2 separate regions of the Mus musculus genome follow, and region 2 is linked to region 1. Evidence: chromatin contacts called from public HiChIP or PLAC-seq data. All regions are on one chromosome and are shown on one strand. The core of a region is the stretch at or near the end of the contact, and the rest is flanking DNA. Distances in the headings are between cores, read along the strand shown. Region 1 overlaps Gmds (GDP-mannose 4, 6-dehydratase). Region 2 overlaps Gmds (GDP-mannose 4, 6-dehydratase).

Evidence for each region. HiChIP or PLAC-seq counts read pairs in DNA pulled down with a chosen protein or histone mark.
Region 2: an H3K4me3 HiChIP or PLAC-seq map of embryonic limb bud shows a contact between it and region 1, with 5 times the contacts expected there. The contact joins two enhancer-like sites. A contact is called at or near these places in 2 of 484 Hi-C or Micro-C datasets (cochlea and neural progenitor cells) and 3 of 115 datasets of contacts at active chromatin or transcription factors (craniofacial prominence, embryonic hindbrain and embryonic limb bud).

Annotation. Positions count from the first base shown.
Region 1 is chr13:31,817,095-31,823,316 of GRCm38.p6, reverse strand. Gmds (GDP-mannose 4, 6-dehydratase) reads left to right here. Exons shown (of 11, transcript NM_146041.2): 10 at 3,107-3,175; 11 at 3,339-3,731. The coding sequence ends at 3,401. Among named protein-coding and RNA genes, the nearest start is that of Foxc1, 14 kb to the right of the region's middle. Within about 2 kb of position 2,421, at least 118 of the 459 cell types and tissues checked have an H3K27ac peak or open chromatin away from gene starts, as enhancers often do. A contact at or near this core is called in embryonic limb bud, where this site is marked.
Region 2 is chr13:31,978,553-31,984,774 of GRCm38.p6, reverse strand. All of the region lies in intron 7 of Gmds (GDP-mannose 4, 6-dehydratase), which reads left to right. The region is part of intron 3 of Gm35732 (a long non-coding RNA gene); the gene reads right to left. Among named protein-coding and RNA genes, the nearest start is that of Gm35732, 12 kb to the right of the region's middle. Within about 2 kb of position 3,349, at least 2 of the 459 cell types and tissues checked have an H3K27ac peak or open chromatin away from gene starts, as enhancers often do. A contact at or near this core is called in embryonic limb bud, where this site is marked.

The DNA of each region.
Region 1 (6,222 bases), core at 1,172-3,671:
TCTTTCTTTCTTTCTTTCTTTCTTTCTTTCTTTCTTTCTTTCTTTCTCTCTCTCTCTCTCTCTCTCTCTCTCTCTCTTCCTTCCTTCCTTCCTTCCTTTCTTTTTCTTCCTTCCTTCCTTTCTTTCTTTCTTTCTTTCTTTCTTTCTTTCCTTCTTTCTTGGTTTTGTTTGTTTGTTTGTTGTTTTGACAGGCTAATAACTCCGTAAATCAGACTGGCCTTGATCTCAGAGATCATCTGCCTGCCAGAGCCTCCTGGTTGCTGGGATTAAAGGTGTGCACCCCCACCTGCTCACCCTCCCCCACCCCAGGCTTAGGAAGCTGTTTCCTTAGGACAGTAAAGCCCACAGCAGGCTGAATTGATGGAGACAAAGGAGAGCTCCCCCACCTAGGCAGGGGCAGGTGAAAGAGAGTGGGACAGAAGTCTCTCCACTGTTTCAACTCAGTGGCAACTGGCAACAAGAGCCACTGCTTGGTTCTGACAGGACCTCATGCTCTTCCTTCCCAAGGCTTCTTGCTCTACTTAAATTTCAGGGAGTCAGGGCTTTGGCAGAAGGCTGAGGAAGCTTCAGTCTTAAGAGCTGAGCTCAAAACTGAATTGTGCAGTTTAGCTGGGCCTGTCTCTGGTTTCAATGAAATACTTTTACAGTATATGTTAGTAGTGTCTGTTGCTAAGCTTTTGAAAACCATTTTTCTTTTTCCTTAATTGTAGTTGCCTGGTTGTTTTTATATTATGAGCTACTTGTAGAAAAATACAGGAAACATAATTACAATACAACCTTCCCTTTCCCAAGCCTACTGAGATCATTTGAAACCAGACAGGGTTTTAAGGCTCTTTTAGCTGTATGTTCACAGCCATGAATTGCATCCATGCTGAGTTGGTTAATTTACAGCCCTGCTATGTGATTCTACATAACCGTGTTCTCCTGAAGCTGCTGTAGGAGGGAGCCAGGGAGGGGCTGGAGGACATTGCTCCAGGACTCCAAGCTACACAGCTTCCTTCCTCTGGGGAAAAAGAAGGAATATCTTTGTGTGACTTTTACACTAAAAAAGCAGCATTGTAAAAGGATATTCAAGTTTATTTAGGGAGAGAAAAGAGAAATAAATTACTTGGTTTGTTTTTTTCACCTACACTGGCAGCTCCAGGTAGCACTGTGCTATAAACGCAAATTACTAATTCTGGTATCCTACCTTTCCTGGGGAGTCTGGAAATGGGCTTTTAGGCCTGCAGAAATAACTTGCTTCACTCTGGTGAACACTCTGGGGAGGAAGTGGGTACTTCAGCATATTGTGAAATGCAAAGCCTTTGGGAATTTGATTTATTCAAGCCTAAAAAGCAATGCTGGATGATTGAGAAGGAGAGTCCCTGAATGTCCTCTGCTTGAGTAAGAGTCAGGCTGGGAAAGGGAATCCAGACCGCCTCTGCTTGGAAGGCCCAGGTGAGCACATTGTGTGCACACACAGATAGCTTATACCTAACCCCAGCCTACCCATCTGAAATCCAGAATAAAATGCCTTTGCCTGCCGAGTTCAGGAGACTGAGAGCAGGAGAAGCCTTTTACTGCAGCATGGTTACGATTATCGGTGGCTGTCACTCAGAGGGATGGTTCACTTGTCCAATAGTGTACTGCTAAAATAAAGTGCCTTAATGTAATACTTATCACTATAAAGATCACCTCCCCCCTCCCTTCCTGCCCAGTCCCTGGTTATTTTGAGTCTTGGCATATTCATATGGTATCCTCATACGAATAGACCTAACTGGAGTTCCCTGCTTTTTTCTTCCTTTCCTCTCTTCCCTTTCATCTTATCTTGAAATTCCCACTAGTCTTGAGACCTGCAATAAAGAACTGTGAGTGAGGGCCAAGATAGAGGATTTTCTTCTCTTCTGTTTCTTGTTTGTTGCCAGTCTTCTTTCCAAGGAAACCTCTTAAATGAATAATTGTGAACTTCTCTTGCTAGAATTCTCCAGGAAGCCTGAATCCACATGTGTTTCCCCCGGTAAAGTCAGAGCCGAGCAAGCCGATTAGGCTTGGCTCTGTGCTGTATGTTAAGGCCCACTCCTGGGCCGTGTCAGTGGTTGTCAGCACTCTTCTCTGAAAGTGGACCTGTAAATAGCAGGCAGAGAGAGGTGAAAAGCTAGAGAAAGGGTCTAGACCGACAGGGGTACATGGCCTCTAATGCAGAGTTTCAAACTGAGATTTGCAAGTTTGTCCCATGAGTCGAGAAAAAAAATCCCCATATTCTAAGGAAGAAAGATAAGAGTAGAACAGACCCTTTAGTGTGGCTGCGAAAAGGAGGTTTCGGTTTAGGAGCTTGTGGGTTCCCTGCTGACTGGCAGAGAGAGCTGTCTCTACCCTAGCAGAGCCAGGGCTCAGCCCCTGCTACTGTAAGCTCTGCTCTCTAGGCTGACCACGCTGTGGTGGTGCCGATCGATCGCCTGCAACTGCCTGCCCGCCTGGGCTGTCCCAAAAGCTGGAGACTGGAGGTAGGGATCCGATCCGCTACTACGAATCCAGGCGGCCAGGCGCCAGGGACAGGGCAAAGGCTATAGAACTGATGGTAGGTAGTGGGGCCTGAGGAAGTGTAGTTTCTAGGGACCTAGCAGATGAGTCAGGGTTCTGCCGGTCGAGGATCTGGAATTACTGTTCTGCAGTGGAACTCCCCTGCCGGCATGATTTACCCGTGGCCTTGCCGAGAAGTGCAGTAACTTAACAGTTCTTACAGCAGTTCTCCTGACAACTTAATATCTAAGAAAGAAAGAAAGAAAGAAAGAAAGAAAGAAAGAAAGAAAGAAAGAAAGAAAGAAAGAAGGAAGGAAGGAAGGAAGGAAGGAAGGAAGGAAGGAAGGAAGGAAGGAAGGAAGGAAGGAAAGAAAGAGAAAGAAAGAAAGAAAGAAAGAAAGAAAGAAAGAAAGAAAGAAAGAAAGAAAGAAAGAAAGAGAAAGAGCCATCGGAGTCACTAGGACAAGGTGGGGCAGGGAATGTGGGCAGTTGGAGATGCTTACTTGCAAGGTCCTAGCTGACCCGATGGTAAGTACCTGATGAGACAGATTGGGCAAGGGGTATGACAAGCCCATGCATGCACAGCTCATCTGCCATCTCTCCACAGGACTTTCTGCAGGGAGACTGCTCCAAGGCTCAGCAGAAGCTAAACTGGAAGCCCCGCGTTGCCTTTGACGTAAGTTTTGTCTCCAGTGCATATTCTCAGAGCTGCTAGCTGTGAGCTCTTGCTGGCGGGCTGTTGTCAAACAGGAGACCTTTCAGGGCCCTGTGAGGAGGTGTTATAGGAGAGGGTGGCAGAAACTCCGCCCTTACGGTCCACCCTGAATCTTGGGTTGCAGGAGCTGGTGAGGGAGATGGTGCAGGCCGACGTGGAGCTCATGAGGACCAACCCCAACGCTTGAGCCCCTCTGCAGAGACTCGAGGGGCATGGTGACAGTGCAGAGCCAGGGAACCAGAGTCCAGTAACTCCTGCCAACCATGGACCCTCGACCTCCTGTGCTGTCCCTGTATCCAGAGCTGGGCCACAGAGGTTTGTAGAGCCTGGGACAGGACACACCAGAGCTAAGGCCGCATTGCTTTTGTCAAAGTCTCCTCCTCTGACTGGTTTCAGGAAATCAAGAAGTTTGAATCACATACTCATTTTACTTGAAATTATGTCACTAGACAACTTATATTTTGGAGTCTTGAGATTGTTTTTCTCTTTTCTTATTAAATAATCTTTCTATAAACCAGCACTAACAGAGTTTGCTGTGTATGTTTTCTCCAGGTTATAATGTAGGCAGTTTATGGCCCCAGACCACACCCACACCCACAGCTGGGGATGGAACAGTCCTTAGTTCCTTTGGGAGAGCCCCTGTTGAAAAGACCCTAACCTAAGCTGGCAGAGCACCCAGCTAAGTCTCTGCCTTAGGACACACCTATCCCCTGCTGAACTGAAACATTCCTATCCGGTCTTGTCTCTGCTGAGTTTAATTAGAACCACCTAGCTTTCACCCTCTCAGAAAAGGCTCATGAAACATGGGCTAAAAGAAACTTTGATGGTAAGTAAATATTGCTGGAACATTGTATGTGAAAGCCCAAAAGCCCCCAATGCCTCTTCTATGTGCTAGAGTCTTTCACACAATATTTACTTCCAACATCTAACCTTCAGTACTAGGTCGCTTTTTAAACTGAATTTTGACTCGTCAGTTCAGTCTGCTTACATCCTAATGTACACCAGACATCATGCTGATCCTTCAGACTCATCAATACTAGTTAGAAGTTATGAGAAAGAGACTTAGAACGGAGGCTCCAGTGCCACTGAGTTTCTCGTTTATGTGCTAGAATTATATGGACCCGTGTTCCTGAGCTGTGGACTGTGTAGCTACAGGTGATACATAAGTGGACAGAACCCCTCCCTGGAGCAAGCAAGGATCTGCCTGCAGGTATACAGTCTTGCATGAAATAGTGTTTTGGCCTAGAACAAATTAGGTCAGGACTCTTCTCCCCTTCACGCCCCTTCCAAGCAAAATAAAATAAAACTTAAGCGAGTGGCATTCCAATCTTTGCACATGCAAGAACTGGGAGTGAGCTGTTTCTGAATGTCTTCACAGGCAGGTTTATGATCTGGGGGAGGACTAGGGCTGGCGCAGGGGCAGCCTTTTCTGGTGCTTTCTATCCTGTGAGAGCATACTGGCCAGGGCAGCCTCGGCCCCCGTGGAACAGAACTAAGGTAGCCAGGCTGGCCCACCCGGTTCTCAGAAGCCACCCCAAGAGGAGCCTGCTGTTTCTGTTCCCAAATGGGATGCTGCTAATTGAAAGCAGATGGTCTCTGGGAGGTGGGGCTTGTAGGACTGGGCGGGCTGGGGGCATACACAGATGCTCTGTCACTCGGGCATACACTATCACCCATGACCTCAAACACACATCATATACAAATTCACTCCCCCAACATGCCCTCTTACACACGCTATCACACACATTCCTACAGACAACACTCAAAAGTCTATTGTCCCTTCACACATACTCTCAAATCTTATAGCTAATCACATGCTCCTTGGCCTTGACCCTAATGAACAAGCCCTCCTTCTCCTCTGACCACCTAAGTCCTTCATTCAACACCCAGGAAAAGCCATGCCAAAGACTTTCAGGTGTGCACAGGCCGTTTAACTCAATGTTTTGTGACTTTCTAGCCCAAAGCCATGATGAGCTCCTTAGGGAGGAGCAGGAGAAATCCTGGGCAGGGGTTCTGTGTGCGTTTCTGATGGGAGAACTTTCTAATCACAACCTTGTCACTATGCATGCTCTCCCATCGCAGTCTGGGCTCCTCTGGATTCTTGATGGCATGTATTTAAAAAGAGAAAAACAGCAGATGCACCCCAGAATTTAACTTAGCTGTGCTGAATTTTATGTGGCCCCCCTCAAGACCCAATTGAAGGGTTTCTTTATAAGTCTCATCTTAATTTCAGTGATTTTTATGTGTCCCTCACACTTCTTTTTCTGTCCTGAAAACATTGGGTATATACTTAAGAGATTGTTAACACCTCTCCTGACCTGATACTGTAAAAACTAAGAGAGTTAAGCCATTAGTATTCCCAGTTATGTCAGAGGCAAGCCAGCATTAGTTTGTCAGAGAAAGGTCAAATGCTTGGATAATAGGGGCACCAATGGCTTGGTACCCTTCAAACTTATCTGTCCACATCTGCTGCCCTTTGTCTTTAGTTCTGGAACAGTGAGGTAGGACTGTCTACCCCTACAGCTGTATAAGGAATAGGCTCTGAGGCGGGACTGCCAATCCAAAGGGAAGGTTGGGAGAACCATTTCCATAGAATGATCCAGAAGGAAACCTAAACTAGAGGTGTGTAAGGTAAGAACATCAAGCAGAATTGCTTTAGGCTTCTTTTTATTTTCTATAATCACCAAAGCCAGTCTCAGAACCCCACAGAAGCCTGTCAGACGAGCGTCTCAGACACAAACGCCCTCCTTCCAGTATCGTCCACGGTAGAAGCAGGAAGCAGCACTTTACATTTTCATTTTAGAATAATTCCCCGGGTGCTGGAAATATATCTCAAGGTAGAAGGCTTGCCTAATAGATAGGCTGTGAATTCATACAAAACTCCACTAAATAAATAAAGGACCCTAAACGCACCATTTAAAAACAACCTTTAGGTCCCACCATAGATAGGAAAGGAAGCACACAGGCACCTTCTTCATACTTGGGAATTAAAACTCAGCAGTCTATTT
Region 2 (6,222 bases), core at 2,100-4,599, 160 kb before region 1:
GAGAGTGTGTATGGATTCAGGAACACTACAGAAAATAAATCTAAAATTCCAGGTGGCCATAAAATTGTAGAATATGGAGGAAATTGATAGTAACTATACAGTTTTAAAGTGAGAAGCATCTCTCTGCACAAAAGACAACCCAAATATTTTCTGGGATGACTCAAGGGCATAGGGGTGTCCTGGAGTTGATGCTATTCACTTTTCACAGATTAGGTTTCTCAAGTTCATAGATATCTTAAGGTCTTAAGTCAGATTTTTATCTCATGAATTAATGTCAAGGAAGTATTTATACTTTCCTATTCTGGTTCACATTTACTTAAATGGGAACTTACGACTTTACCTGAATTTAGCCAGAACTCAATATAGATTCAGGCTTACCCATGTCTGTGTCCCTTGAATTGTCTCATGTTTCCTAAAACCATCTTGAAGTAGATAAATATATCATTTAATAGAGATTTATTAGACTAATATAGATCATGAGATACCTGATAATTTCTAGAAAATTTCCCACAGTGCTCTCAAGAGGCCTCAGGAAGTCATGAGGCTGTACCCATGAAAGGCATAATAAAAGGCCTAAAGACTAAAGATGTGGGCTGGTGAGATGGCTCAGTGGGTAAGAGCACCCGACTGCTCTTCCAAAGGTCCGGAGTTCAAATCCCAGCAACCACATGGTGGCTCACAACCATCCGTAACGAGATCTGACGCCCTCTTCTGGTGTGTCTGAAGACAGCTACAGTGTACTTACATATAATAAATAAATAAATCTTTAAAAAAAAAAAAAAAAAAAGACTAAAGATGTGAGAGCTACAGAAAATGTTGAGGACAAAAGCATCTAATAAGAATTTCTTGAGAGATCTGAGCATGTTGATGCATACCTGAAGACCCTGAACTTAGGTAGAGGCCGGAGAGTAAGGAATTGAGGGTCTTCTTTGCTACATAAAGGAGGTCAAGGCCAGCCTGGGCTATATGAGAGCATGACAACAATAATAAATAAAAGGGATACCCTGGATAAAGATATCTGCTAGGCAAGTCTTGTGTTTAATCTGCAAACCCCACATAAACAGTAAAGATAAGAAAAACAAAAAGAGGGGGATTTCTGGTTTTTATTAAGGCTTAGTACTGTTGGCTTTGTGGTATGTACATGGAATGTTTTAGTTAGGTTAAACTTTTATTTTAAAACAAATATAACTAGACTATGATAGCATATACTATATTATTATTAAGTGAACTGCAATTCTAAACTCCGTTAATATAATGTAATGACATAGGCAGCAGTAAAAGAAAAAAGTTCAACCTTCACCTTCACTAAAACACTAAGATGTACATTTTATTCTAGGAATAATTATTTCATAAAAAGGAAGAAGTACACTAACTGCTCATTACTGCTGTAATTAATTACCATAAACTTAATGATTTGAAATAACGTTGTTGTGAATTAGGTTGTATTTCTCTCCCAGACTCACGTAGTAAAGATCTAACTCCCAGACAAACTTCTTCTGGAAATGGGGCCTGTAGGAGATCAGTATATTTAAATAAGTTCATGAAGATGAAGCCTTCATAATGAAATTAATGGCTTTGCCAAAGCCTTTAGAGATATTCAAAGACATACCATATGAGGACATAAAGAAGAGTCACTACCAAAAAAGAGGGGTTTTACTGGAAATCCACTGTGCTAGCTAGCAATGTGATCTTGGAATGTTAGCCTGTGAAACAGTGAAAAACTACTTTTTGCATACCTTCTACAGAGCCAAGCAATATAACCTATTTTGTTTGGGCAACACAGGCAGACTAAGAGAAACACTGAGCTAGAAATACGGCCCAGTAGTAGAATACATGCCTACCACATTATGTTCAGGGTTTGATCCCTAGCATCACCAGAATCAGTACCCATCCTTACACACAGACAAACTGGTCAGCTTGCCATTGAGATTGGTGTGAAAGCTTACACCAAGTTCTGAAGCAGTGCTGAAGTTTCCTTGTCTTTTCCAGCATCCTTCATGGTACATCCTTCACCCTCTGCTCCAGTAATCACTTCGCCTTTTCTGCCCCAGTGATCCTCCCAACTTCCTTACAGCTCTGGGAGATAGCAGGCCTTCTGAGAAAAGGTTCATCTCTCCTACTCAAAACCTTTCCTGACTTGGACAATGGCCTTTAGCCATGTGAAATAGCATTCTCTTTAGTTTGAGACTAAAGTGCAGAGCAGTTGAAGGGGGTGGTATTCATCCTGCCTCAAGAGGTGAAAGGGGAGCAGCAGTAGGACCTCTGCTTGGACTGTTGTGCATAGATGAAAATTCACTTAAAACCACACTATGCTATAAATTCCATGCTATCTGTGAATATACCCCAAAACTCAGATTTAATCTTAGCTATAACTAGTATTGAAATTTTAAGTACTTTGTTTTGGTAACTTCATAGAAAATATGGCTGATAAAATTGTCTCTTTTCAAACAGGTAGACAGTCAAATGGTGATAAAAAATTTAGGTGCTATATCCAAACAACTAAGTGTGAGCACAAGCTCTAGCATTGGTCTGCATTGGTTTGCATGGGTTCCTCCACCTCTATAAATCCCTCTCTGCTAATTTGTAAAACATAATTTAAGAGTTCCTATAATGCTGAGTTTTTTCAGTCCATGCCCAAAACACCCACATGCTGGAAGCTTCCTTGAAAATGACAAAATTCTGTCTCAAAAAAGGAAGAATTACTGTTGTTGTTCTTGTTGACATCATCATCATCATTTGGCCTCTTCCCTAGTTTCTAGGAGGGAGAGTAAGTAAGCATTCTGACAAGGGTAGATGGAGAGTGTGGGTCAGAACTGAGCCTCTGCCCCCAGGTCAGTGTTTCCTCCTCCTCTGTACTAACTGTCACTGACCCATAAGTATCTGCATTTCAATCCTCCATAATGTTCTGCTTTCAAAACCATGGAGCCACCAAGACCGTAAGTAAAGGGGGCTATAAGCTTGGTTACCACAAGAAAGACATTTCTAGTAACATTCTCTTTCCTCTACTCAATCAGTTGGAACAGTTTTGGGTTTTATTTATTTCTGTTATAGGTCTAAATTCTCTCTTTGGTATCTAGGAATGTATCTTTGGACTCCCATCCCCCAATTAAGAATGTTCAGTGTCTAGGGTTTGTTCTTCCATTTTCATACATCTGTAGCTAGAGACTTTACATGTTAATTGTTGTTCAAAAAAAAGCAGGCAACTTAAAGCCAGATGACTATTCTAAAGCCTGTTTTTCCCCCTTATTTTAAGAGAACTTCCCATTTATGCAGCCAGGTCAGAGTAGCAATGAGAAGGGGCCTCTCATGCTCCAGGATGGACTTATCGCATGGTTAGCAGCTGGGATTTACATGGAGGCTCATTAAATAAAACAGCAGTGGTGGCTCCCTCCTGCTGAGTCCCCATGGAGGTACAGTACCTGAGCTCTCACAAGCCTCACTGCTCTTTGCTACTTTGTTTTATGCCTTTCCCATTTTTCTGTCTGTTCTTGACATTTTCTGACCTCACAGTACTTTTATTATTATTTTTATTGCTACTATAACAATGATAATTTAAGGGTCTGATTTATATGATGGCAACTTGGCCAGGGGAGACTAAGGCATGCCCCCAAAAATGCAGTAAATGTTCAAGTCTATTAGCCTTTTGTTTTTATTAAGTGGGAAACTTCCATTTTGTTTTGCCCAAGTGAGTGTAGAGTCATGAGTAACTGCAGGATTGTATTTGCTAGTGGATCCGTCACTGTGAGTGAGTAGTGGAGTGAGGGGGACTGCAGGTGGCCTACCCCTTGATTAGATCTCTTTTTCTGGAGACTCAATAGTCATTCTTGCCTTATTAGTTTACAGTAAAATTATTTTTAGATTATTAAAAATAATAGATGCACAAATTATTGACATAGTGTCCTGATTGTAATAATTCCACAGTGTAATGTCTCATTTGGAATGTCAGTCCTGCTGTCACAATAGAACCAGAAAACAGGGTTTGTGAGTGCCATTTTGACCTCCTGCTGATCTCAGTCCATAGGAAGCTCAAACCTAGGCAATACCTGGGTATAGAACACTTGTCCAGAGGTAAAGGTCAGAGTTGAGGTTGATCATCCCAATAGGTGGCTCATGAGCCTGGGATGCTAAGGTCCTACTGCCCAGGAAACTTTGCCAGTGTGACCCCCTAGCATGGGCATGTAATTGGGCAAGCCATTCCCAGAGATGAAGCCCTGTTCTTACCCTAGCCTTTTGGCCCAGATTTCTCAGAGGTATTGGCCCACAGTGGACTTGCCCTCCTGCAATCTGTCTACACTATGCTTGTTGACCTCCTGATGTGGTGAACATTGCCACTTTCATTCTTCCAGATAGCAGTATCTGACTTTATAATGACTGTGACTTTAACATTGGTAAACTAAGGTGAACTTTAGTTTTACTACATTGTTGAACATTTTGGTTTTCTACTAAAATACCATCATTCTGTGAAGGATGTATGGCTTTCAGGCCTCCTGTCTTGGGATGGAAATGGTTTGTTTCATCACACTTCCAGCTCACAATCCATCATTGAAAGAGTCAGGGTAGGAACTCAAGTAGGAACATCAGCAGGAACTATGGAGGAAAGGTACTTCCAGGCTTACCCCTGAACCACATTCTGCTACCTTTCATAATTAAAGCATAGGTTCACCTGCCTAGGGATGAGATGGCTCATAGTGGTCTGGGCCCTCCAATATCAATTAACAATCAAGAAAATACCCCAAAACGTGCTCTCAGAACAGTTTGACATGCTTTCAGGACAGTCTGAAATGCTCACAGGACAGTCTTGTTGGAAGCAGATCTTCAGTTGAGGGTCAGTCTTCCCAGATGTGTCAAGTGATAACAAGAGTAGCTATTATGGGCTCTACTTTCTAAGACCTATGTTCCTTTGTTGTGTTTCCTCAGAAGTATTTTCTGGTGCATATTTAGAACAGAATGCTATTGGTCACTTTTAGTCTTTATTCTCTCTCTTATTTCCTGTTCATTGACTGGAAATGGAAGTCTCTGAGACCCTAGGGATATGAAAAGTCACAGGTTGAAAGGAGCCTGGCCTCTGACTCTGCACACTCTTTAAGTATCTATGGCTTGGTAGTTGCTGCTCTTGCAGAGAACTTGGGTTTGGTTCCTGGCACCCACATGGTTGCTTACAGTCATCTGTAACTCCAACCTGAACTAAGATCAAAAATGGAGAATCCATTGTGAGATTGCCTTCCAGCTCCATTTCTGTAACTATAGCCCCCTATGACTGTTGAACATTGAAATAAGGTCAGTCTGACACAGTCCGATGACATGTAAAATACACATTGGATTGGACTGCAAAGACAACCAAAAATATCTTACAATTACATGAATTACAAATTGAAATGAAAATATTTTAGACATATTAGTTTAAATAACATTGAACTCATCTCACCCACTTCTTTCTTTTCTTTTTTTACAGAAATGTCACTAACACTAATGTCACATATATAGGATCTCTATTAGACAGTGCAATGTTAAAGAAGAGATTTTAGGGTTTCTCTGTTCTAGCAAAATATAATCTGAGCAAATAAATTGGTTCATTGTTGTATGATCTCACTGACCAGTTCTTCTAGATCATGGTTTCTTATGCTTTTCTAAATGTGATCTCTTCTTGCCCAAGGAACATACTTATGGTCCCTGTTATATAGGAATATAAAATAAGTACACAAATCAGATATTGATATTAATTCATATAGAAATTAATTTTAAAATGGTTTCTTGGTATACATATACTTTTACTATATATTAAAGTTCAAATTTGCATAATACTGACACAGATGTGAGATATATTTTACATAAAGAATTAAATCTTGAATCTGGCCTTGGTGGCACATGAGTTTTATCCTAGTGCTCAGCAGAGACAGGTGGATCTGTGAGTTCAAGGCCAGCCTGGTCTACAAAGTACATACAGGACAACCACAATCTACAATTTCAGAATTACACAGAGAAACCCTGTCTTGAAAAACAAAACAACAACAACAACAAGAACAAGAAGTAAATTTTGGCTAAATATTTGACACTGTAGGACCCAGTATCGTCCATGCTCTTCAGAGTTGATTAGTATTCTGATTTTATAATGATCAGGACTATAATGAAAGTACTACTTCCTATAAAGCCATATTATTAAATGTCAGAAATATATTTGAGAGTGTTTCAGAAGTTACTTGAAATTTTGTCATAATCCCAAGC